Regions from separate parts of the Mus musculus genome. Here all the other regions are linked to region 2. Evidence: chromatin contacts called from public HiChIP or PLAC-seq and promoter capture Hi-C data. All regions are on one chromosome and are shown on one strand. Each heading gives the region's core, a stretch centred on a gene start, on an enhancer-like site or on the middle of the called end of the contact. The rest is flanking DNA. Distances are from core to core; before and after follow the strand shown.

Region 1 (3,219 bases), core at 588-3,087, 1.7 Mb after region 2:
TACATCCTACTCTTTCCTCTTTGACAGGGAGCTTGCTATGCTCCCGGTCTGGAACGTGTCGATGCACACGATCTGCTGCTCAGCTGCCCAACACTGTGCACTACCACGCCTGTTTCCTTTTGATTCTTTTCTTTCCTGGTGTTCTAAATATCTAGACTCAGTCCCAGGAATATAAGCAAATACCTCAGTCCTCAAAGAACCCAGTCCGGAAGTGAAGACACAGCTGCCATTAAAGGTTCTTAGAAGCAGATGGTGCTCTCCAAGCCAGCTTCTAATAGGTTAGGGAAGGACTCCTGGAAGCAGTAACATCTACCTATCTGTCTGCGTGCCAACCAAAAAAGGAGCAGGTACAAATGGAGCAAAAAGGGTAGCAACTCCTGCAGAGGCTATCAAGTAAAGAAGAGTACGGACCATATGGATGAAGGCCAGGCTGTAGCTGAGGAAGACAGACTAAGGCCTTTGAACATAGGCCCAAAGACCCAGACTTACACCACCTGATGTCCACCCCACCACTGTTCATCCAACTGCCAACGTTCCAGTGCAGGGGGTGGCTCATCTCCTTACCAGAGTCTATAGACAGGATACTCAGTGACCTGATTCCTAGCTCTAGTCTTGGAGTTCAAACCCAATATAAGACACAGACCCGCCCAAAAAAAAAAGACAGTTGCAAACATCTCTAAGGCAAGCAAGAGACCAGGCAACGAGACCAAGGAGTTCAAGGTTTGACGACAAAGGACAGGGAAAGATTCCAACTAGGAAGGTAGGCCAAGCCGTAGCGCTTAAAAGGCAACAGACCTTAGATGTTAGTGGTCCCAACAGATGCAGCTGTCTGGGACCACTCAAATCGTCCTATGCTTCCTTAAGGAAGCCATGGCTGTCACTCAGAAGTTACACCCAGCACTCCAACGCAGCATCTGAGGGCTTCCCGAGTCAAAAGGTAAATTCCCCAGCTGCACCGGAGCGTTAAAAGATCAGCTGGGATGAGACAGGTCCCTGGAGTCTAGGAGCCCGTCTGTGCCGCCGCTCTGCACAGCTCTAATGAAGCAGACACACAGTCCTCAGACTCCCCGGAGAAAGTGCCCTGGGGCTCTTTGTTTGGAAACATTCTTGGATCCTCAGGTGTCTGAGGCACTTCCCCTCCCCAGAGGATGCTCTTCAAGTACAATCCAAGTTAATGCTTTCATTTATTTATTTATTTATTTATTTATGTTTTGAATGGGTGGGCTATGAACTGTAGGACAGAGGGGGACGACCTACCTCCCACCCCAAACCTCCGGCGCTCATATTACGGGGCGGGGACCAAGGGGCTCTTTGCCTAGGTCATTCTGAGCCCATGGGAGGGAGGGTGCTTCTTGGCTCTCAAGAAGCTTTGTAAACAGAGGCTGCAGCCAGGCTGACTTTTGCCTTCACACATTCCTTTGGGGCCAGCACAGGAAGTTGACAGAAGACTGGGGGCGGGCATACTAATCGGGCGGACTGGGATCAGGGGCAGATCGGGGCCCTCAGGCGGGGAGACCGAGGCCCCGGGGCCTGAACGGCGACGGGGAGTCGGGGTTACGGCGGCGGCGAAATGTGTAAGGTGGGCAGTGGTCGCCCGACAGGATCCTCAGAACCCCCAGGGTGGGGTCCTGGGTAGGGGTGGGGTGTCTCGGCCAAGCCCTGGGAAAATGAGGATCCCGGAAGGGCCGGCCACCCAGTCCCTTCGCCCTGCCGCCCTGTGGCCTCATGGGCAGCCACTCCGCACCACCGCTAGGCCCGCGGCTCCAACCTACCGGCGCCGCCGCGGGGACCCAGGACGCACCTCTGCGCCGCCTCCGCCGCTCCAACATGGCCGCCTGCTGCGCGCCGGAAGTACACCGTGCTTCCGCTTCCGGGATCTAGCCCGCCTGGTGACCCTTGACCCCTAGAACTCTCCCCTCCCCCCCCAAGTCTGGGGGCGGAGCAGGTTGAGTACTTCGGAGGGCTGCCTGGAGGGGGTGGCCTCGGAGGTGACAAGTCCAAACCTATCTGATCCAGTATGGGAGCCTGTGCACATAGAAGGCAAAAGTCACAGGATCCCAGTCAGGATTGGACTAAGGACCACTTTTCTAAAATGTCCTGGTAATATAGGAGTCAAAGTGACTCCTGGCAAGCTCTATGCTATTCTACACCCCAGGACCTTACTCTTTCTCTGGCACCTGATCAGAAGAGAGTGTGCCTGACAGGGATTATCTCAGGAAAGTCCCCTTGTTTCACCACACAAGTACTTCCTGAAAGAGTAGCAGGCGCTCCTCTCCTGAGAATGGGCTTAACCCTGGCACACTGCATGAAAAGCTGGTATATACATGTAGGCACAAGTAATACACAGCAGCCTGGGGCTGTAGATGGCCAGTCTGTAAGTCACAGTACATCAATGTGGGCCTGAATATACTTGCTCAGGTATGTATACACAGTGGAGTGCCAAGATCTGGCTCAGCCAAAGCACCTCGAATGGCACAAAGTAACACTTTTCAGTCGTTACAGTGCCCAGAATCCGTTGGCTCTGTTGGCAAAGAGATTGCAAACTCAGTCCTACCTATGTCCTGTAGACAACACAAGATGGTTAGTTACAGAGCCCTCTCCTCAGCAGTATTTGAGGACACAGGTTAAAACTAACTCTAGGAATCTGAGACCTCAGATGAACAGTCAGCATATTTTCCAAACCTTGTCCTTTTTGGAGACAGTGTATCCCTACATAGCCCTGGATTCCTGGGATCAAAGGTGGCATGTGCTGCCATGCCTGGCTTCACAGCTTTAAGGAAAGGACCCCCTTGTCAGATGCTTCCTAGTCCAGTTTAGGAGGCATCAGGAAAGCTTTGGTTTCATGGATGAGGGAGTGAAGGCATCTGGACCTGTCTAAGAGTTTGGGGTAGGTAGACAAGGGTGTTTGAAGTGCTTCATGTGGGAGCTGGATACTAGCCTTCTTCCTCTTTTGTACGACTGAAAGATCCTTAGCTGTTCTGTGTTTCCCAGCCTATGTAGAGGGATCTGTCATCTTTAAAGATAAGTATCAACCACCCATCAATACCCAAGGCCTCACTTGATGCCTGTTTACTTCTCAGAGCTTTGGCACCGACAGGAGACTCCTGACAGTTTCTGGGTAGCCAAGTACCCAAGAGGAACCACAAAATCTGCGGGCAGTCTGGGGTCAGTACCTCCAGTCATTTCTCTTGGTAGAGAAAAAGGGCCTTATGGACCTAC
Region 2 (3,712 bases), core at 723-3,222:
AATTAGTTTCCTTGGAACTGGAGCTGCAGAGGGCTGTTAGCTTCAATGTGGATGCTAGGAATTGAACTTGGGTCTTCTAGAAGAGCAAGTGCTCTTAAGTGCTGAACCATCTCTCCAGCACCCACTTTCTACTTCATTGTGGGGACAGTCTTTCAATGGAGCCCAGGCTGGCTTCAGACTTGTAGCAAATGGGGGTTAATCCACACAGTACTACACTCAGAAACTTTGATCTATTTTCTGTAAAAGCCTACACATTTATTTAATCTGTTGGCCATAGTGAGCCATTGTAGTCTCAGGACATACTTCTCGACCAACACTCTTAGCACTCAGCAGTGGGCAAGCCTTCTCTTGTGTCCCTAGCACGTCACACCTTTCTAGTATTTATCTCTTTCCTTTGGCTCCCCCTTTTCCTCTTTTCTACTAGGATACTAGGCTTCCTGAGGCTAGGGTCATATTGTCTACATACCTGCCTATAAATAGCAGTCTCTCAAATTACCAGCACAAGGATTTGTTTGCCTGTTCGAGATCCAGTCTTGGATAACTCAAACTGGTCTATATGAAGCTTGCCTTGAAGATCCTGTTTCTATAGGGATTCCAAGTATGTACCAAACATGTTGGGCACTGCAGGGATTTCTATGTTTTGTTTTCAAGAAGCAATTCTTTGTTTCACCTCCTTCATTTCTCCTAGCCTTCTGTGCAATCTAGCAGGAAAATAGCAACTAGTATACTTTCCTTCCTTCCTTTTCTTTCCGTCTTCATTTGAAACAGGGTCTATGTTGCGCTGACTGGCCTGGAACTCTTCAGATCAGAGATCTGCATGTCTCTGTCTCCAGAATGCTAGGTTTAGAAGCATTTCTTGCTATGCAATCCTGGTTGGCTTCTAATTCCCAGTTGTCTTGCTCCAGCTTCGGACCAGCTGAAGTCACCTGTGCTGTGGCACACAGCTAACAATACATTTAAATGGCTGCACAAAAAATAGCATAGGAAAACGGACTGGAGATATGGTTCAGTGGTTATGAACACTTGCCTGATTAGTAGTTTTGTTGTTGTGTGTGTTTTGGTTGATTTGACACAAGCTATAGTCATTTGGGTAGAGAGAACCACAATTGAGAAACTGCCCCCACCAATCTGGCTTTTAGGCAGGGTGGAGGTTTTGGGAGGGTGCCTCCCCTGGGGAGATAGTAAATTCTGGGGCTGTTGTATCAGCCATGAGGCAGTAAGCAAGGGTTCCTCCATGTCTTTTGTTTCCATTCCTGATATGACATTACTCAGTGGCAGGTTGTCACCTATAAGGTGAGAAGTGGTATTTTTACCTCAGCAATAAAAAACCTAAGATAACAGCTGGCCGACAACAGCCTGTAACTCCAGCTTCCAAGGATCTGATGCCATGTCACTTGGTACCACACACATGCACATAGAATTTTCTTCGTCTGTTTTAAATTACGAGCTATTGTATTAGTTCTCCAAATATCACGAAAGGGCACATCCTCAAATATTGTCTTCCCAGCTGTGAACTACTGCCCAACGCCACTGAGTTTCCTTTATCGACGGCGGATTTCATTGAACCCATGCTTCACTCTGTTCAGAGGACAAACAGGCAAACCCCCTCCCCTCGCTCCTGAGTGTCGATGTGGCCTAGACTCGCAGTCGTCCCTCACCACAACCCCCCGAAGCCAGCAGCAAGCGCTACCCTGTCCTTTGCCTGGTTTATGTCTCTGTGAGGCAAAATCGCTCACCTCCCTAAAAGTGCAGAAGACCAAGGGGAGACGCAGGAGAGAAAAGGCGCGACGGACACAGAGCTGCGGCTGGGGATGGAGAGATGAGCCTGAGATGGTCACCCGTCCCCAGCTCCCGCCGGCTCTCGCCGGCTCCCACGGCACAGGCCACGCGCGTCCCCGGCCGCTCCGCCGGAAGTCCCGCCTGTGTCTGGGGCTACAGCCGCGCTCCCTCCAGCCAGTGCCCGGGTGCAGGCGCAGACTGACTGTCTCGCGCTGTGGGCTGAGGAACACTAGAGACAACCTAGGCAGCCGAACCCATCGCGAGCCCCAAGGCAGCGGCAGCCCGCACAGAGAGCCAGGCCGAACAGAGCCGGGGCCGCAGGTGGGACTTCCGCCTCGGGACCCGGAAGAGACCGCGCCGTCGCTGGTGGGAGTTGTAGTCCGGCCGTAGTTGGGGGGGCCCGCGGCTCATGCGCCGTGCACCGAGGCTTGTTTCACATCTGTAACAACAGGTGAATTGGGCTTTTTATTCTACCCTTTCGCGCCCCTTGAAGCAGCCTGACACGGTCGGGGGTGGTCGGCGCGAGGAGGGGTCCCGAGTCCGGCTAGCGGCCTGGCAGAGAGTGGGAAGGAGGAGCTGGCGAGCCCGAGGAGCAGGCCGGGCATCCTAGGCCTGCCCGGGAAGCCGGCCGGGCCGAGCCGTGGGCAGCCAGGCCTCGGCCTGCCGTTGCCATGGAGCCGGGGCGGGGCGGGGGCCAGACCGGTCCGCCGGGGCGGGCCTCACTGCCAGGGGCTCAGCGGAGGCCGAGAGAGGCGGCTTCATTGGCTCGACGACGCCTTCGCCTCAGGGGATGCTCGGTTTTCCCCAGGCTGGGCCCGGAGGAAGTCTCCGGAGTGCCCGAGACCTTTGTCTGCCCCTCCTCCCACTGTGCGGGTCAGGACCGTTCCTCTAAAGGGAGGCCTTGGTGCATTTTTGACTCTTCTGGTTTGCCTCCTTTTGCACCGACCTTGTCAGTGGGGGAGGCTAAGGGGTGAGGTGTTCTTTGTTTGCTGGTAGTGACTTGTCCCATTTTGCAGGGGAAGACCTAATGCATGGTGGGTCCTTTGTTTGCAGTGAAGTGGAGTTCCCAGGGGTCTTCAGAATCCTCAAGCCAAGAGTACAGCGTCTATGTGCTTTCTAGATAGTCCTTGTGTAAGCAATATTGGTCTTTTAATTGCGGCTTTCCAATGCAGAGACTGTTCACCTTACAACCCCCAGTTCATGGGTGTTCGCCATGCATGGTAGCAAATAAACTGCTGCCGTCCAGCTGCAAGGTCTCAACTTGTTTTTGGATGCAACCTACTGGCCAGAGTAAAATTACACCTTTTCTAATGATTTTCCTTGCAACGGTTTCTTGGAATGCAGTGACCCCAGCGCCATGTGCCATGCACCTCTTGACTACATCTTATAATTTATACTTAAATCTCAGAGTCTGACATTTCCAGGCAGGAGAACTCTTTCCTGATTTTATTATATATTATTATTTAGATTTATGATAATGCTTTTTACTTCTACATTTATATATTCTTTGACAAAGTTTCTATGTAGGTGTACCCCACCTGACACCCAAAGATCAAACTTTTCAATATTTTAATTTATGAAGCTATAGTCCAAAAAGTTTTATCCAGTTTTGGACCCCACTTATTCTTTCAAAAAATGAACATGATATATGCAGAATACAGGTTGATATGTAAGAAAAGTCGTGTAATAGAAACGTGTAAACCATGGGGTCAGAGTTCATTCGGTCCTGATGCTATGGGATCCTGGGTAAATTAGATATCTGTGCTTCAGTTTCTTTCTCCGGGAGAGAATGTTCTTCATAGGCTAGCTTCAGGGATTACATGAGGTCAAGTCTATGGGCGTTCTTTGTAAACTGTAAAAATGTTTTTGAGAATTTTGAGGGTATAATTTTCCCAGTCTGGAAGTATCATTTTAGATAGATTGGTATTATAGC
Region 3 (3,611 bases), core at 457-2,956, 1.4 Mb after region 2:
GCACTACTCAGGAGGCAGAGGCAGGCAGATCTCATGAGGTCAAAGCCAATTTGGTCTACATCATCCAAGGCTACACAGTGAGACTTTGTCTCAAAAAAAAGGGGGGGGGGATTAATTAAAATTAAAACAATTAAAGCAGGCTAACTCTATTATGTTAATAAAGCATAAGTGGAAGCAACCGAGGAAATAAAATTGCTCTTTGACAGTCTTACTTAAATCAAATGAGTAGAATGTTACTTGTATACTTCCCTGCAATCAACACTGGAATCGAGGTATTGATTATGCTCGCCAGTTTGATTCAATTGTTTTAACCATATCGAAACTTGGAGGAGGAGGAGGAGGAAGAGAAGGAGGAACGCATAATTAACTGGACACGAATAAAATGGCATAACTGAAATTTCCTTTACATACTTGAGCAAAGGGAGAGAGGAAATATATATATAGGTAAAACAATAGTGAAAATATTGATAACTGTTGAATGTGAGCGGCAGGCAGTATTGGGGGAGGAGGTTCAGCTACTGAATGTGAGTGACAGCATTTAGGGAGGGGCTCAGCTCATCGTTCCTCTTATGTGTATGCTTATAAGGTTTTCATTGAGGCAGAGGTAGATAGTTGACCCCAAGTTCGAGGTCAGCTTGAACTACCTACTGAGTTCCTGCTTAATCAAGGCGATCGGCCTCGTCTCCAACAGTTTTCAGCAATAACTCTTCCAAAACGGAATTCTTTGCAAATGAAATGATCATCCGGTTTATTCGGGGCGAGCTGCCGGGTGCTGGTGCTCTTGTCTTCGGAAAGCAAGCAGGCTATGGGGTCTAAGGCAAAGAGGCAGAGCAGCTTCTGGCGGGACCGACTCAAGCTCCGCGCCACCACGCGGACCAAAGAACGCGCACGCTTCATTCAAGGCAGAATCTGACAAATCACTCTCCGTGAACGCTCGGGCTCAGAGAACCGCGGAGCTCAATTTGGAATGCTCACACGCCGGGGAACCCAAGCAGCTGGGCTGGAGAGCTCTCGGGTCTCGGCCCAGGGTAAGGCCGGGAGCCGAGCCCAGGGCACCCCTGGTCGGCCCTCGGGTCCCTCCCTGAACCCTTCACTCGGTGCCCACATCGCACCTCGGCCTTGCCCCGCCCGCCTACCTTCCAGATCGGCATCTTCCGAGTCCGAGTCACTCTCCCCGTCCTCCTCGATGACGGGGACTGCGCTGGACTCCTGCGTGTGAAAGGTCGTCGGGGAGACGATGAACGTGTCTGATTCCTGGCGGCGGGCCTCGCGCAGGCGTGTGAAGTACTCCACCGCGAAGTCGACGAGGTCGGGCGGCTGCTGCCGAAGCACCTCCACGGTGTAGCCCTGCAGCAGCTCCGTGAGCCCCGCGGGGATCTGGATGTGGCTCATGCCTGCGACGTCCGAGGGGCCCGGCGGGTCCGGGCGGCCGGCGGCTGCAACCTGCGCGCTCCCTCACGCCGGCCTGTCACTCCGCGCCCGCGGTCTCCCGCGCGGCCCGTCTCGGCCTTCCTCGCGTCGCGCCTTATTCTGGCCGGGTCTGAGTTTGTTGTGCGGGCCGCGCGACCCTTCCGCTAGCAAGCCAGCCTGGCGCCGCTGCTGTTGTCACCCGGCCGCAGCCGCCGCCGCTGCCGCCGCCGCGCCGCCGCCGCCGCGGGGACCGCCGGGCAGGCAAGCTGGACGGGCGCGGCAGGCGCCCGGGTTGTGACGCACGCGGCCGCGGGCGTGCGCGTCCCCGGCCAGGAGCTGGCCCAGAGTGCGCGTGCGCCGCTGAGCCTCCCGCTCTCGGAGCAGCCCATGGTCAAGGTGCGGGAGGCCCCGGAGATGAGGAAAGAGTGGCCCGGCTGCGAGGCGGGCTGGTTAGTGCGTCTCGCCTGGTCACAAAAACCTTTCACTCATGCTTTCGGAGCATGCTGCGAGCCTCTTAAAGGAGTGCCAGGGTCACTGAAGTGACACAGGACCACCTCACCTTGACCCCTGCTCTAGTGGAGGGCCAGAGGGCTTACTCTAGGGAACGACATTAATGCTAAGCCTAAAGTACTGAGCAGGTTTGCCCAGAGAACGATCTGGAGGAAAGTCCTGTACAACAGGAACAAAGACCTAGTCAAGTCAGAAGAACCACCTTGACTGACAGGTAGAACGATGCGTGCCTGACTGCCTGAGGTCCTAAGGAGTCTAATATGACGTCGTGAGATGTCAAAGGGGGAAGGCTTTGTAGGAAGTAAAAGTTTCAGTGAGATAGTCACTTGTGAGCCTCAAGCAGAGAAATAACCCTGAAAGAGCTCGCTCAGCCGATTGTGGGCAGTAAGAAAGCAGAATAATGCCAGGAGCTGGACAGACCTCGGGGCTTGTTCCTCCTTTTGGACACTTCCATCTTGGTCTTCAGGCCTAGACTTAGAGTCCTCCTTCCTCCCCACTCAACCCTGGGCCACACTACTTGGTGAAGTTGAGCAGACCACAGACCGTGTTGTCTTTTGCCTTTGGGAAGAGGGCAGAGGTGAACTAGAGAGGCACCTGCTGTTCCTCAACTTGTTTCCTCCTGTCACCAAACTTGAACAAAAGAAGTTACAGACCTTTCTGGAATATCCAGCCTAGGTGCTGGCCAAAGAGCCAGCGAGAATACTGTTCTCCCTCTCCCTGCCGGAACCAGCCAGCAACTCGTGAGCTTGGGAACCTGAAGGGTATTGGGATTGTTAAGCACCACCTGGTAATTAACCAGTATTAATTAAGATCTCCACTAGCACCGCCCATAAAGGCCTGGCACAAACCCAAAACCTCAGGCTGCTGGGAACTGAGCTGTGTATGGTGACAGGGGAACACCTTACTGAGGTACTCAATGTAGGGGCCAGTCCAGGCTGTAAGCTAGGTAGACCTGAGACTACAAACAGCTATGTGTCCCTGAATGTATGTTGAGTGGCGGCGAAGCAGTATCCAGCATGCTGGCTGGAGGCACTGACAGCATACTTGTGAAGACTGAATGAATGAATGAATGAATGAAGAAGGAACAAATGATACATTTCAGCAACAAAAGAAGCAGAAACTGCTCTCCTGACTTCAGTCTCATAATATGTATCATTTCTTTCAAAGCTGCTACATAATTCAAGTCTAGCCTGGGTTACATGAAACTATCTCAAATCAAAAACAAAAAAGCAAAGCAACACAGTGGAGATGGGTCTTCTCTTGAGCAGACTGGCTCTTTTTGGGGGGGTATGGGAGGAGGGGAGAGGTTGTTGGTTTGGTTTTTCAAAACAGGATTTCTCTGTGTAGTCCTGGCTGTTCTGGAACTCACTTTTTAGAGCAGGTTGACCTTGAACTCAGAGATCTGTCTCCTGAGTGCTGGGATTAGATGTGCACCACCACGGCCCAGTCTAGCCAACTCTTAAAAGTTTTCCAGGATTCAAATCTTGCCATTACAATCCAAAAAACCTAGATGTGACCCCCCCCACCACTGCACCATATTACCAAGGGAATTGCCTCTCTGCAAGCAACCCTACAGCCAAGCTTGTGGAAAGGTAAATTCACAACTCCAAGTTCCAGTCTTCCCACATTATCATGTCTTACATGTTTTAAATGGGGCACAGGCAAATGAAGAGTTAGGACTCTGACCTCAA
Region 4 (3,562 bases), core at 921-3,420, 1.6 Mb after region 2:
ATGGCGAAGAAAGGAAGCACAAACGTTACAGACATGTAGACAGCAGAGGCACAGCAGGAAGAAGGGATGGATGCAGGGATCACATGAAGTAGTAAGAAACATAGCTGAGCATTTTCCTTGGACAGGAAATGAGACTGTCAGCAGTGTCATAGAAGTAAAAAGAAACTGCATGCTTCCTCCAGTCTGGGCTTAGACCTTAGTTTCTCCTCAGCCAGTGGCACCCACCTCTTCCAAGAACCGGTCATGCTCTTCCTCCTTGAGGAAATCAATGTCCCTTGAGGAGATGATGCCCACCAATCGACTCCCCATCCGGCCTGTATCTGTGATGGGGATACCACAGAAGCCATGCCTGGCTTTGGCCTCAAAAACATCGCGTACACGATCCTTGGGGCTAAGGACCACGGGGTCAGTGATGAATCCCTGTTCGTATTTCTGGAAGGAATGGTGAGAAGGTCACTGTATCTTTGATATCACTGTCATCAGGCCCCTGTTCTAAAGGATGAGGTCCATGCCTAAGTGTCCTGTATAGCAGAGCCACGGAAACAAATGAAATGAAATGCTCAAACATGGACATAGGGGGTCTGGAAGCACCGTGCGTGCTCTAGCTAAGAAATGGGGTCTTGGGTCTTCCTCCTCAGTAGCTGAAGCTCACAGCAGGAGAAAGGACGCTTAGCAAAACAAACCCTCCACTTCCACCCCACGCCTCTAATTCCCAGCAACTCTTGGCCATGATGCTTGGCCTTCTAACCTTCACTTTCCGAACTTCATTGGCCTGGAATTCAGGTGTGCAGTTGTGGTGGATGAAACCAATACCTCCTGTAAGCTACAAGACGAACACACAAGTAAGTGATAAAACAGAAACACAATCTTTGGCTATAAGATGGCACCCATGGCGCTCAAGCCTTACCGCCATCGCGATGGCCATTCCAGCCTCTGTGACAGTGTCCATGGGTGAGGAAACCAATGGGGTCTTTAGTGTAATCTTCTTAGTTAGAGCAGACGTCAAGTCCTGAGGAGAAAAAGGACCAGCAAAGGAAAATACAGCTTATTCCTCAGGGTCCATCCCAGGAGCCCTGGGTGAGCTGCCATGTTCACCACAAAGCCTAGCCTGGTGCAGTAAGCTCACAGTAACGAACAGCAGCATCTTACCCCTCCTAGATATTTACCAATCCAGTTCCTAGAGTGGGTACAGGGGCACATGCCTACTGTAATAACAGTACCCACTCAGAAACAAGACTGAGCGTTGACACTAATAATTAGGGTCAACAAAACCACTTCTGGAACAGCCAAAGTAATGTAGGCAGGCTGTCTCAAAAACAAAATAGAGCCAGGCAGAAGTAGCGCACGCCTTTAATCCCAGCACTTGGGAGGCAGAGGCAGGCGGATTTCTGAGTTCAAGGCCAGCCTGGTCTACAGAGTGAGTTCCAGGACAGCCAGGGCTATACAGAGAAACCCTGTCTCAGAAAAAAAAAAAAAAAAAAAAGGAACCCCCCAAACCAAAAATCCAGTGCCTTATTACTCACCACCTGATCTGCAGTGAAGTCGATATACCCAGGAAGAATGAGAAAATCACTGTAGGAGGGAAATAAGCAGGTCTCTCAGGCTTGTGACACCAAGAAACTTCAACTCCATATATCATCCCATAAAACTCTTGAGCAGGGAGTTGTACCAGCAAGTGTGACACAGGCAAAATGTCACTGGGTGGATGCCACCGAGGTGTCATTAGTGCACGCTAACATATTCCACATATCCAGAGAACTGTGTCTCACGACTCAAGTATTAAATACTATTGAAATCACCCTCTAAACCCCTGCCCCTGCTTCACATATGTCGAAGTTAGTCTTCGGCGATAAGGAATTCCCGGATTCTGTTCCCCATCCGCTCCCACCAGTTTCAATGAAGCCCTCCCTCATCCGGCCTTCTCGCCAGCGTGCGGCCCCTCGCCTCGCCCCGATGGGTGCCCTAGACCCGCACTTGTAGGTGAGGCCGTCCCCGCAGTTGAAGAGCTGCTGCGCTGTGAGCCCGTCGTCCGGCACGTAAGAGGTGCCTCCGCTAATCAGGTAGTCCGCCATGACCACGGAGGAAGACAGACGCGTGGCTCCGAGAACCGCGCCGCTCCGAGGACCGCGCCGCAGAGGCCTCTGCCGTCCGGACCGCGCCAATATAAACTAGATTATTCCGTCACACGTTGCGTGCGTCGATGACGCCAGGCGTAGGGCGTGCGTACTGAGGGCCACGCCCCGTATAGAGGCGGAGCTGGCAGAGCTGGGTAACCACGTGCTTATCGAGCTCACAGGCCCAAGGCCAAAGGCCTGTTTCCTGTCCCACCCCTCCCCGCATCCCACCACAGCAGGATCCAGGCCCATTCAATTAAGTTTTGTTTCCACTCCCCCGCCCCCGCAGAGCTCCTCCCCCAAATAAAGACACGTTCTCCAGTAGCTTGTTGAAAAGACGTGCTTGTCATTCTTAATAAACAACTAGAATAAGAATACATAAGAGAAAGAGTGGTATCTTTATATGATACACAAGTGTATGTTACAAGAATTCCATCAGGCACAGGAGCCTCATTTTTAAGGCCTCAATGTTAGGCCAAAAAAAAAAAAAAGCGCATGGTAAAGTTTTTACTTTAACTTTTATGTCACTTGTCATAAAGAAGGGTGTAATAGAAATTGTCTGGATAAAAATCATAATTGAAGTTCCCCTTATTCTTCTTCCATCAAGATGTTAAGTTTATGTCTGAGCATTACAAAAAAAAAAAACAAAAAACAAAAAACAAATGTGGCTCTGAGTGGTCAGTAAAGTTTGCCGATTCCGAGTGACAGGCTGATGCATCAGCAGCTCCATCTTCCCTGAGGAAGGGAAGGGTCTGTATCTCTCCATACAGTCCAAGTTCCTTTCCCCACGCCCCAGACAAAAGAAAAAAAGAGAAAAGAAAAAGCCAACCACTTCCTAGGACACCAGGTTCTCAGAAAACCCAGATCCCTATGAACCAGGGGTCTGCCCATTTTATGAAGATGCAAAGAGGGCAATATCGTCTTTTACATTTTGAACAGAAGTAGCCTGAAAAGCATCATAACTACAAATTAAAAAAAAATGTGGAGGCCTCTCCTTTAGTGTGAAAGTCTGTCTGGTTTTTCCTGGATCTTTTTTCCTATAGCTGAGGCACCTCAGTGCATGGTGGTTGCATTGGCCACGGCAATGGCTTCTTGGATTTCTCGTATAACCAGGATCCGGGTCAGCATCTGTCCCATCTGTTCTCTGCTGATAGGCTGGACTGAGTACCAGATTGGGCTGTTGGGAGCTACAACTGGCTCAGGTGTCAGGTAAAAGGTGTCATTTCGGCCTTTCACACTCTGAGGGCTGAAGAAGAATTTCAGTAAGTAATAGCATAATTCTAACCCTTCCTGTTTGAGCCTCCCAAACAATTTCAGGTTGAACTACTTAAATCTATCTATATCCCATTGGCAGCAGATAAGCATCTAGAAGACCTAGCTCCAGCTGTTTACCCACATTGTTTTTAACTCAGCAGCAAAGGCCAATAACCACCTTCTCTGGGCTCAGT
Region 5 (3,365 bases), core at 571-3,070, 1.6 Mb after region 2:
AGCTAAACTGGGCTTGGCATTTGCCCTAGGAAGCACCTAAAATAGTTACTGAGGCCCCAAATAGTCCCCATCCGGACACTGAGACTGTGCCAATCTCCATAGTAGAACACTCACTCTGAATCCGTGAGCTGTAGGGGTCTGGGATAGGAATAGCAGGGTCCAGCACACGATAGATGACCTAGCAGGGCAAGAAGTCCACAGATAATGAACCTCGCTTCACGTCCATCACAGACCCCACTAGCTGGGTCCCAGCCCTTACCTCGCCTTCCGTAGACGGCTCGATTTCTGAGTAGCGGGACTCACACACTACATCATCCCAGCGACGTGGCGGGGCCAGTGGGATTCCCGGGAAGTCAGCCCCGCAGTCATAGGAAAAATATCGGTACACGTGCCAGGTGCGGCCAAAGTCTGCAGAACGCTCCACCAGCATAGCAGCAGGCCGGAACGTCTGGATGGGGAAGGAGGACATGTCTGACTAGCAGGAACCAGGACTTCAGTCCAGCCTAGGTTACGGAGAGCTCTGCTTAGTCATGATCACTGCTGAGCATCTCAGACACATGGGAAAGACTAGGAAAGCCAGACCATGATCAGACCAGGGAGGACAGCCACCTCTGACAGGCAGGTTAAAATACCACGAGACCCAGAGAGACTGTATCTGACTTAGCCTAGGAATGGGGCACAAGAGAGCATGTGCAGAGGTGTTCAACTATGGAAGCCATGCAGGACGTGACCATGCTTCACACATAGAGCACAACACAGGAGCTCAGGGAAGCTTCGTTGTAGAGCTAGGACTCTGTTAGGGGGTACTGAGAAGCAAAGCAAAATCAGGCGGGTTCGCTGACGCGCAGGCACCTTGAACGTCATAATGAGGTGGGTGAAATGAAACTCAGCTTCCAGGTCCAGTTGGATGGTGACCATTGGAACCCCTGCAGCAGGAATAGGGGGTCAAGGTTCTGCGGTTACTGGTTACAAGCCCTAGTCATCCTGATGACCTACTCAGGGGCTCACCGTTCTCCGATTGCCACCAGGCTGTCCGGCGTTGTGGCGCAAAGCTGGTGACTACATTCTGGATCCGATGACTATTTGGGTTGTCTCGAGCAGAGAAGGGACGTCGGGAGTCACACAGGAAACACTTCTTTTCGTCCTGGATTGGGTGGAGTGTAGGATAGGTACCTTAGCTGGGGCCGACCCCACCCTGACCCAGCCCTCTCCTCTGGGGCCCCAGAAGCACCTGCAGGTGACTGACAATACAGTAGGGTTGAGGGCTATGCAAGCCACACGTGGATGAGGCCGTCAGTCTGTCCGCACGGCCCACCAACAGGTCACCGGTGGCTGGATAGCAGCTTCCTCGAGAACAGCCAGGTACATCCAAGGACGGGGCCTGGGCCAATGTGGCAGCCAGCACTGAGGACAGTGGGTCAATCAGCTCAGCAGGACTCCTGGTGACTAGCCCCATCCCTTGGGCCCCTGGGAACAGCCTGCCACCCCTGGACCTACCATCACATCCCACAACCTTAGGCCTCACCAGGCCCCCTCACCACTTAGAAGTAGGCCCAAGCGAAGTTCCCATGGCAAAGGCTGTCCCTGCCTGCCCCTCCCTGGTTCTCCTGAGGCCCACTCCATCCTGAAGAAAAGTAAAATAGAGATAAAGAGAGATAAAGAGTCCACAGACGAAAGCCCACCACCTCCCTTGGGGCTGATGCTGACCCGACCGTGTGGGTACTGGGCTGGTGTCCCTCCAGGCCCTCAATCTGTCCAGGGTCGGACCTAGCAGTCACTCCTCCACAATCTGAGAGACTCTGACGACTTTGAGTAAAGTTGGAAAGCAAGGGAAGGAAGTAAAACACGGAGTGGATCTAAAATAGGATTATAACTGAGGATAGCACCCCACCCCCTACCATACCCCTGCCCGCTGCAGACAACCCTCATCCTAAGAACCAGACTTTGGTTACTTCATCCACTTTCTTTTTAAGCTGAAGTTTATTTAGCAGATGTGTACTTAGCAAAGAAGCAGCTTAGTTCGAGGAACTAAAAGGGAGCATCCAAAAAGAAATTAGAGTAGGCTGCTCAAAGACAGAGCATCCTGGTCCACATATCTTCATCGGATCCCTTAAGTCCCGATGTGAACCAGGGGTTGCTGGCAAGCATGGCATTCAGGGGACAGGAAGAGGGCTCGTGGAGTTGGCGGGTGGCAGAGGTAAATCGAGAGGTTTGTGATCTTTGTGTATCAGGAAGGCAGATGGAAGGAGCTTATGGCCTTTGTCCTGGTGTCACTATGGAAACCACAAATCAGCCGCGGGGCTCCCAGGGTTACAGCATCAGTCGGGAGATGGATGGGAAAGGTGCAAGCTAGAATTCTATTGTACCTGTGGAAAGGTTTAGGACGCCCCAAAGGATAGACTAGGACTGAGCTCTCGGAGATACTGGAAAGGCCACGCACTACTGCCTGAAACAGAACTCCGAGGAACTCGACCGTCCATAAGCACTCCAGCAAATGGGTTGCGAGAAAGGTTGCCTGTTTCCTGATTAAAATGGGCTGTGGCTACTCAGTTACCCAGAGGATGGGTTCTGGGTGACAGACTCTGGACCACCAGCAACAAGTGAATCCGAATCTTGTGACTATTTATCCACGCCGGACTTTCCAGTCGCCTGGCAGCCCGGGAGCGGAGGGTTGGAATGCGCGCACCCACTAGGCGCGCGCCCCACCCAGACCCCTGGGACTTCAGGCGGGAAGAGGGTGGGTTCAGGTCCGTACGGCTTGCTTTGAGTGCCACCGCTATGAACAGACTGCTGGAGATCAAGCAAAGATTACTGGAAGCTGCAGGCGCCTGTGGGAAAGCTGAAAGTTCAGAGGAAACTTTCCGCCTCACAAAGGAGGATGGGGGCGGGGCAGTCAATCCGCTGATTTTCCCTGTCACTAGAGTAGACTCTCCTGTCACCTAGAGGAGTCCTGTGAGCAATCTAGGGAAGCTCTGGTATGCTAGAGGTGATAGGTCAGAATTTTAGATCACTCGATAAAGGGGCAGGATGGGGCTAAGGGCATTAGAGGGAGTTACATGATAGTTCTAGTCTCAAGGTTAGACGGCCAATGAGGGACATCATAGAGTCATATTTATTTATTTATTTATTTAGAGACAGGGTTATTTATTTATTTATTTATTTATTTATTTCGAGACAGGGTTTCTTTGTATAGCCCTGGCTGTCCTGGAACTCACTTTGTAGACCAGGCTGGCCTTGAACTCAGAAATCTGCCTGCCTCTGCCTCCCCAGTGTTGGGATTAAAGGCGTGCGCCACCATGCCCAGCTGTCCGTTTTGTTTTTTATTTCTGAGACAGAATCTCCTGTTTCTAGGGCTAACCTTGAAC
Region 6 (3,277 bases), core at 482-2,981, 1.5 Mb after region 2:
TGCCTCTGTCTCCCAAGTGCTGGGATTAAAGGCGTGTGTCACCACTGCCCAGCTACTTTTTTTGTTGTTGTTAAAGATAATTACTGATCATGTACCTCTGGCTGCCTTGTTGGGCAGCCTGGCACTTAGTATGTAGACCAGGTTGGCCTGGAACTTACTTTCTTTTTTTTTTTTTTTTTTTTTCTCTGTGCAGTCCTGGCTGTCCTGGAACTCATTCTGTAGACCAGGCTGGCCTTGAACTCAGAAATCCACCTGCCTCTGCCTCCCGAGGCCTGGAACTTTCAATGATTCCCCTAGCCTTTGCACCCCAAGTGCTATTCTTGTTCTAGCGACTTTCAACATTTGATTACCCCTGATTTTGATTCATGACCCAAATTTGTAGATATTTTAAGTAGATTGTGTGGCTGCACACATGTGAGTTTGTAAGTTTTAGGTCTGTACAGAGCTTCAGGTTATCCAGGGATATATAGTGAGAACTTTTCTCAAAAAAGAAAAAAAAATTTTTTTTTTAATTTTCTGTTTACAAGTATGTGTGTGCCGGAAGAGGTTCAAAGAGGGCTTCGGATCCCCTGGACATTATCAATAGTGGGCAAGGACCTCAGGTTTCTGGAGAGAACAGCAAGAGCTCTTAATGGCCCAGCCAACTCCCAAGTCTCTTCAGTTATATTTTTTCCAAGAATTACATAAAAGAGGCTATTACACGGTCTTTTTTCTTTCTGCCTCACTTTTCCGGGTGTCTTGAATACCAATACATACACTCCAGAAAAGGTAGAACTAGGTTATCTACAGATTTGCACGAACATTGATTTACCTCACAGTGCCTCTGGCTTCACTCCAGTAATTAACATCTCGATGGAGTTGCTACTTGAGCGAGCCTCCTATCAGTCCACAACAAGGCTTGGTGACCAGAACTTGGTGACTGGAGTCCTAATGCAGTCTATATCGTGGGTAGAAGTTGTGCAGCGAAACACTTACGATGTATGAATCTCTGGGTCTGGTAATCTAGCAAGGCAAACCAGCCTTGGCTATATAGTGAGTTGCTTCTAAATATAACCACACCAAACAAAAAATACCCGTCGTGAAGGTGAGTGGAAGTCGGAGAAGTGGGTGGCTAGGGGGATAGTGTCATGAGAAACTAAAGTCTGATTGCTCATGGGCCAGAACTTCCTCCTAACGTACGTAGAAATTCCGAGTATGGCTCATGTCAAACCATAGTTGCCCGGAAACTATGATCTTTTTAACCTACTCCAGTGTTGCCAGAATGTCTTCTCACGCTGTTCGTCAGAGTATAAACAGTGAAGTGGGTAGACGTCTGGTCAGGGGAAAAAAAAAAAAAAAAAGCTAAAAATACCTCATCTAAGGGTCTGATGGCTCAGTGGGTAAAAAGCGCTTACTGCCACGCCTGACAAGTGTTTGATCCTCGAAACCCACATGGTGGAAGGAGAAAAACTGCTCCCGGAAAATTGTCCTCTGACCTCTTCTGCACGCGAGCCGTGCGACACACACAAAATACACGCAAGAAAACCTAAAACTAACTATCGAATAAAGACACTGGTAGGCTATAACGCAGGAAACAAATTCCTACATCATTCCTTCAAAAGCGAACGCTCAGTAGTTCCTCCCAGGGGCTCTCGCTAGAGGATGGTGAGGAAGCGATTCCAACCGACTACGCAGTCGTCAGAAGCCTGGGAGCCTCCAGGGCGACCGCAGGTCGACCCCTACCGGAAGTGACGCGCGGCGCAGAACACTTCCGGAGCTGCGGGGGACGGCTCTGCCGGAGGAAGCTGCGCGGGCCTGAGCCGCGTCCGCCGGCTGCCTCCGCTGCCGCTACGCCTCCGTCAGCCTGGTTTGGTCTGGCTTGACCTGGTCCGGCCGGCCTGGGCTCTGCGGCCGCGAGGTCGCGGCTCCCGGTAAGTGCGCGGCGGGAGTCGAGGCCTTGTTTACTCTTGACTGGCCGCCGGGAGGGGGGGGATCCCCGCGCGTTTCGCCGGCGCGGTCCGGGCTCCGCCTTCGCCGCCGCTTGCGAGGCCGGGCCGTCCCAGGTCCCGACGTTCCCCGCCGACTGATAGGCACTCCCGGAGGCGACAGCCCGCGCCGGCGGGTGCCTGGCGTCTCTCCTGGGTTCCTCTTCCTCGTTGGCTCTTTAGCTCCCCGAGAGGTCGGAGGCCAGGGCCTCTGGCCCGCGAGGCTCGGGTGCGCTCGGGCCTGCCCTTCTGGGCGCTCCAGGCGAACGCACCGCCTCGGAGGCTCCCCGTTTCTCTGGTGGTTGGGAGCTTTGGCAGCGCCAGCCGCACTGTTTGTTAACGCCCGTCCTGGGAAAGGGCCTCCCCGCGCGTGGGTTCCGTGTCCGCGCGAAGACCGGGGCGCCTCGCAGAGACGTGCGACCGGTCACGCCCGACGCCACTGGTCTAGCCTCAAGAGAGGCGGTGGTGTTCTCGGACGAGCTCGCCTTAGTTCTTCTGTTTGTTACTCTGTCTCGTAGAACTTTCTGTCGGCGACGAACACGTTCTAGACCTTTGCTGTTCAGTATGGTAGCCATTAAGCCACACACGGCTTTCGTGTTGACATGTATGTAGTTAGTATATCTGAGAAACTACATTTGACTTTTTAAAAGTAAACTAACTTTCAATAACTCCATGTAATCGGCGGCTACCTGCCATTATTAGGACAGATGCGGTGTCGAGTTGGTTGTTTTTAGACAGTGTCTACATAGTCATGGCTGTCAAGGAACTCACTGTGTAGACTGGGCCGAACTCGAACTCACCTGCTTCTGCCTCTCAAGTGCTGGCATTGAAGGCTTGCACTACCACGCCCGGGATGCTGCTGAGTTTTTAAACAAGTTGCTGATTCATATTTTTCAGCCAAGAAGTTTTCTTCGAAATGTAGTTAATAAATGACTACTGAGGGCCAAGTGTTACAACTGGAGTTAAACATCTGTGCGACTAGCCAATTTTTTTGTGTTCCTGTCAACTTCAAACTAAAAGGTCTTTATCCTTTTGTATGTGGCCATGTCTTGGAAACCAGCTCAAAATGAGTGGCAGGTTTTTTTGAAGATGACTTTAACTCTTGGAAAAAGTACTAATTTTGTACCATTTCTCTCTGAGATAGTCATATTTAACATCTTGAATACTTTGACATTAAGAAAATAACACATTGGCCCTTTGAACAAAGTCAGGATTCAGTTTTCTTGCGTGCTTTATTTTGAGACAGTGTCTCCCACTTTTTTTTTTTTTTTTTTTGAGACAGGGTTTCTCTGTATAGCCCTGGCTGTCCTGGA
Region 7 (3,560 bases), core at 639-3,138, 1.6 Mb after region 2:
CTCATCAGCAGTTTCCTAGTAGGTAGCAGCTTCTAGCAGACAACACCAAGAAAGAATGACAAGATTTGTAAAGTTTCAGTATTACCAAGGGGTTGGGGGGTAACGGACTGCACACATACTTCCAGCGTATGAATGATTTTTAACTCACCAGTCACCATGTTGCATGTATGTCTGCTGCTTGTCCTGAGTTCTTAAGACTTCTAACATTCTGAAGAAGATAGAACAAAGAAGTTCCTTCCATCCTCAGCCTCTTTTTAAGTTTTAACTTTGTTCTTAAAAAAATACAGTATATTAAAAAAAAGTCATTACTATCAAAGTTTGGTTGCTACTAAAAGGAATAAAAATCCTTTTAGCTTGCTTTTCCTCAGGCTTAATGTAACAAAATTGTAAAAATAAACTAGCAGATGTTTTGTCTTAGAAAAAAAGAGCTGTGTATTTCTCCATCACAAACCTAGAATTTCCTAGATAGAAGATCACAGCACTGAAACAAAATGTGGAAAGAAAAAAAAAAGCTGAGAAGAACTTCAGTTACATAGTTTTTATAGTGACAGGCAGATTTTAGAAATTTTTGCTGGACATTTTAGAAATTACAAAGAAAAAAACCGGCAAAGCATTGATCAAGTTAATCAAGGTTAAGAAACAGCCCTTATCAAGAACAGAAAGGCAAGCCCCTCCCACCCACGCGGAGGTGGAAAAAAAAAAGGGGGGGGGGAGGCTGCATTTAAGTGAGGATTTAAAGCGGAATTTTAGAGCTCCGAGAGTTTGATACCATATACAGAGGAGGATCTCTTTCCGGAGCGCACAGAGGTGACGTGTATCAACTGCGCTTATGGAAGAATCGGTTCTAATGGAAGAAAAGCGGGGCCTGGTAATGGTAACCTTCTCTCCTCAGCACAAAGCACCAGTACAAGGTGAGGAAACCCATGGGGACCCAATGCCCTCTCCGGCCAGCAGGACTCGGTTTCCCAAGCAGAGCAGCACCCTCCCCAAGCACCCACCCAGTCCTTGGGCCTCGCTTAAGTAACAGCATTCTTCAGTTAGTACGAGCACTCCTGTCCGCCTCCCGGAGGAGCGGAGCCGCAAGCCAGACCGCAAAGCCGCTATGTTTCTCCGCAGACCTAGGCCACCGCTGCCCCGGACGTCACGAGGACAAGGGCCCAACCCTCAACCTTCCCCAGTCGGCAGGTCGGTCGTCCGCCAGGCCGCTCGCCCGCCCGCCCGTCTGCCCTCCTCTTGGAAGGGGCGTCCGGCGCGCACTCCGGACAGCGTGAGCGACCAACAGCAGGGCGCGCGCCGCAAAACCGGGGGGTCGCGGGGTGGCGCGCGCCCCGGAAGCCGTTCTAGCCCACGGGCCACAGCTGAGAGCCAACGGGGACGCGCACGTCGGGCGGCTACGCGCAACGAGAGGACCGCACAGCGCGCACGATAACGCACGCGCGCGCGCAGAAAAATGAGAAAAAAAAAAAAAAGAAAAAAAAAAGCCACGCTCGTGCGCGCGCGCCTCCGCGCGCCCCCGTGCGCCGCGCCCACCCGCCCCTCAGGCCCGCCCCTCCCCCACCCGTGGGGCGGAGGCTCGCGAGCCGAGGGACGTTCTCCGCTCTGAAGCCGCCCTGAGGTCGCCTGGGCCCAGCGGCAGCGGCCCGCCCGCCCCCGCCCGCCCGCCGTTGTGTAGGGTGGGCCTGCCGCCTTCGAGCCAGAGCCTTGCTGCGTCCCCGCCCTCACCAGAGCCCTCACCCGGCGACGTCACCGCCGCCGCTGCCTCCGTTCTACCCGCCGGCCCCGCTTCACCGCCCGGGGCCTCGGTTCTGCCGTCGCCGCTCCGAGACCGACAGGATTTTCTCCTCACAGCTCCCTGGGCGCCATCTTACATTCAGCCCTCACGGCCAATGGGAGCCGAAGGCCCTTCTCGCGAGAACCGGAGCGTCGGATCCCGCGAGAGCTGCCTGCCAGGCTTAAAGGGAACGCTGCAGCCACAGAGGGAACCGGTTGGAGTGGAGAGCGTACCCCTCGTTGTGGGAAGGAGCGCCACGCCCATGGGCACCCCTCCATGCGGGGCGGGGCTTAGGCCCGGGGTTCAGCATCCAGGGGTATTTTGCCCCTGCCCTGGGTCTGAAAGCATGCTTTTTGAAGCCACCTACGGTGTCCCGCTAGCGCCTCCTCTAGTTGCACAGTTCCACGCGAGGCGGGGCCGGGCCTAGCTCGGCCTCGTGGTTAAGGTGGCCCCCTTTCAAACCCCTGAACTGGGCGCAGCTTTAACCATTGTGCCGCGCCTGGGAAGCGCTCGGGGCGTTAGTGCACGGGAGAAAACAGCTTCAGGAACCCCCAGCACCACCTCTCATCTGAGATCGCTTTGCCACAGTCAGGTCCACCTTAAAGCAGGCCTTGGGTAGCCTAGTGTTTGTATACAGGGAAAATGTGGAAGGCTTTAAAGCTGCAGGCACTCACCTACAGCCTCACCAGAAGCTCCCAGCAACCCAGGGGGCCCTCAGTCTGGGGCAAACCTTAGTGCCTTCTGCACTTGTTCCTGTCCTAGCAAACTCTAATCTTCAAATTCTTCAGAAGTCAATTTCTGAGACGGGGTCCAATCCAAGGGCCAGCATAGCCAGGAATCTCATCTCAGCACCGTATAGACATCCAGGGAGTTTGCTGGGGTCCCCAAACTGGAAAGGCCACAACAGCATTCATGATTTATCTCACTATGCTTAAATAGTTGACAGGGCTTTTTTCTAAATGATCACACGGGGGGTCATGTGTCTCTTGATCTCTAGCCACAAAGACACAAACCTAGATCCCTCCATAGGACTGGTGACTGTGCAACAGCATCTCTGGGGTTCTCAGGTTTATCATAGTAAGTGCTGAGCTAATTCCAGCCATGCACCTGCCTTTGAGAACCAAGTGCAGTAGTGACTTTGTGGCTGGCTCTTTTCTGGGGAAGTGCATTCTTCCAGAAGACATATGAGACCCACCACTGCCAGCTAACAAACTATTTCTCCAGGGTCCTCAGATATTAGAAAGGCAGACAACAGAGAGACGCCAGAGGGATTTAGTTATTCTTTATTGAAACGGAGTGTGGAGTGCTGAAGGGCACCCCCAGCCTCCAGGATGAGGTAGGGCCACATGTATTCAGTTCATATTTTGCCTGGGTCTTCTTTTAGTGTGACAGTTCGGTTGAAGACAATCTGAAAGGCAGTAGAAGAAAAATGACCAACAACCCCGAACCGGGCTTCTTACTTCCCCTTCATCACCTAGGAGGTGAGGTATCATGGAGGTGAGGTACCAAGGTTGTCAATAACTCTGTAATTTCAGATAAAGGACTAGATGCCTGTGCTGTGCCTTAGTTTCATGAGGATTATGACAAACTCTAAGCTTGCCTGCTACTTTGAAGAGTAAAAAAGTTAGGGCCGGGGCTGGAGAGGTGGCTCAGCAGTTGAGAGCACCGACTGCTCTTCCAGAGGTTCTGAGTTCAATTCACAACATGATGGCTCACAACCATCTGTAATGGGATCTGATGCCCTCTTCTGGTGTGTCTGAAGACAGCAGCAGCATACTAACATAAAATA

What was found. Promoter capture Hi-C pulls out the DNA fragments that hold promoters and counts their contacts. HiChIP or PLAC-seq counts read pairs in DNA pulled down with a chosen protein or histone mark. Capture Hi-C pulls out chosen DNA fragments and counts their contacts.
Region 1: a promoter capture Hi-C map of pre-B cells shows a contact between it and region 2. The contact joins the promoter of Ccdc71 here to the promoter of Dhx30 in region 2. A contact is called at or near these places in 5 of 39 promoter capture datasets (the C10 cell line, embryonic stem cells, liver and 2 more), 1 of 115 datasets of contacts at active chromatin or transcription factors (astrocytes) and 1 of 9 other capture datasets (macrophages).
Region 3: a promoter capture Hi-C map of liver shows a contact between it and region 2, with 2.3 times the contacts expected there. The contact joins the promoter of Prkar2a here to the promoter of Dhx30 in region 2. A contact is called at or near these places in 5 of 39 promoter capture datasets (the 3T3-L1 cell line, the C10 cell line, cranial neural crest and 1 more), 2 of 115 datasets of contacts at active chromatin or transcription factors (astrocytes and microglia) and 2 of 9 other capture datasets (adipose tissue and liver).
Region 4: a promoter capture Hi-C map of hippocampal neurons shows a contact between it and region 2, with 3 times the contacts expected there. The contact joins the promoter of Impdh2 here to the promoter of Dhx30 in region 2. A contact is called at or near these places in 4 of 39 promoter capture datasets (the C10 cell line, cranial neural crest, hippocampal neurons and 1 more), 1 of 484 Hi-C or Micro-C datasets (B cells), 1 of 115 datasets of contacts at active chromatin or transcription factors (large pre-B cells) and 1 of 9 other capture datasets (liver).
Region 5: a contact with region 2 is called in a promoter capture Hi-C map of second pharyngeal arch cranial neural crest. The contact joins the promoter of Lamb2 here to the promoter of Dhx30 in region 2. A contact is called at or near these places in 7 of 39 promoter capture datasets (cranial neural crest, embryonic stem cells, hippocampal neurons and 4 more), 1 of 115 datasets of contacts at active chromatin or transcription factors (embryonic stem cells) and 1 of 9 other capture datasets (macrophages).
Region 6: an H3K27ac HiChIP or PLAC-seq map of embryonic stem cells shows a contact between it and region 2, with 5 times the contacts expected there. The contact joins the promoter of Arih2 here to the promoter of Dhx30 in region 2. A contact is called at or near these places in 3 of 39 promoter capture datasets (the C10 cell line, embryonic stem cells and hippocampal neurons), 1 of 484 Hi-C or Micro-C datasets (B cells), 3 of 115 datasets of contacts at active chromatin or transcription factors (embryonic stem cells and pro-B cells) and 3 of 9 other capture datasets (adipose tissue, liver and macrophages).
Region 7: an H3K27ac HiChIP or PLAC-seq map of embryonic stem cells shows a contact between it and region 2, with 4 times the contacts expected there. The contact joins the promoter of Qrich1 here to the promoter of Dhx30 in region 2. A contact is called at or near these places in 8 of 39 promoter capture datasets (cranial neural crest, frontonasal cranial neural crest, liver and 4 more) and 3 of 115 datasets of contacts at active chromatin or transcription factors (astrocytes, embryonic forebrain and embryonic stem cells).

Annotation. Positions count from the first base shown.
Region 1 is chr9:108,459,171-108,462,389 of GRCm38.p6, reverse strand. It overlaps Ccdc71 (coiled-coil domain containing 71), which reads right to left and starts at 1,837. Exons shown (of 2, transcript NM_133744.5): 1 at 1,773-1,837. It also overlaps a transcript of Klhdc8b not described here.
Region 2 is chr9:110,115,876-110,119,587 of GRCm38.p6, reverse strand. It overlaps Dhx30 (DEAH (Asp-Glu-Ala-His) box polypeptide 30), which reads left to right and starts at 1,972. Exons shown (of 23, transcript NM_001252682.1): 1 at 1,972-2,230. It also overlaps Gm10615.
Region 3 is chr9:108,690,238-108,693,848 of GRCm38.p6, reverse strand. It overlaps Prkar2a (protein kinase, cAMP dependent regulatory, type II alpha), which reads right to left and starts at 1,706. Exons shown (of 11, transcript NM_008924.3): 1 at 1,137-1,706. The coding sequence starts at 1,392.
Region 4 is chr9:108,559,044-108,562,605 of GRCm38.p6, reverse strand. Impdh2 (inosine monophosphate dehydrogenase 2) reads right to left here and starts at 2,170. Exons shown (of 14, transcript NM_011830.5): 1 at 1,975-2,170; 2 at 1,524-1,572; 3 at 908-1,009; 4 at 749-823; 5 at 226-432. The coding sequence starts at 2,072. Qrich1 (glutamine-rich 1) reads right to left here. Exons shown (of 10, transcript NM_175143.5): 10 at 2,439-3,360. The coding sequence ends at 3,168.
Region 5 is chr9:108,478,317-108,481,681 of GRCm38.p6, reverse strand. It overlaps Lamb2 (laminin, beta 2), which reads right to left and starts at 1,820. Exons shown (of 33, transcript NM_008483.3): 1 at 1,708-1,820; 2 at 1,539-1,624; 3 at 1,232-1,404; 4 at 1,009-1,144; 5 at 853-926; 6 at 260-448; 7 at 115-178. The coding sequence starts at 1,623.
Region 6 is chr9:108,647,862-108,651,138 of GRCm38.p6, reverse strand. It overlaps Arih2 (ariadne RBR E3 ubiquitin protein ligase 2), which reads left to right and starts at 1,731. Exons shown (of 16, transcript NM_011790.5): 1 at 1,731-1,910.
Region 7 is chr9:108,515,415-108,518,974 of GRCm38.p6, reverse strand. Qrich1 (glutamine-rich 1) reads right to left here and starts at 1,888. Exons shown (of 10, transcript NM_175143.5): 1 at 1,735-1,888. Qars (glutaminyl-tRNA synthetase) reads right to left here. Exons shown (of 24, transcript NM_133794.2): 24 at 3,034-3,179. The coding sequence ends at 3,129.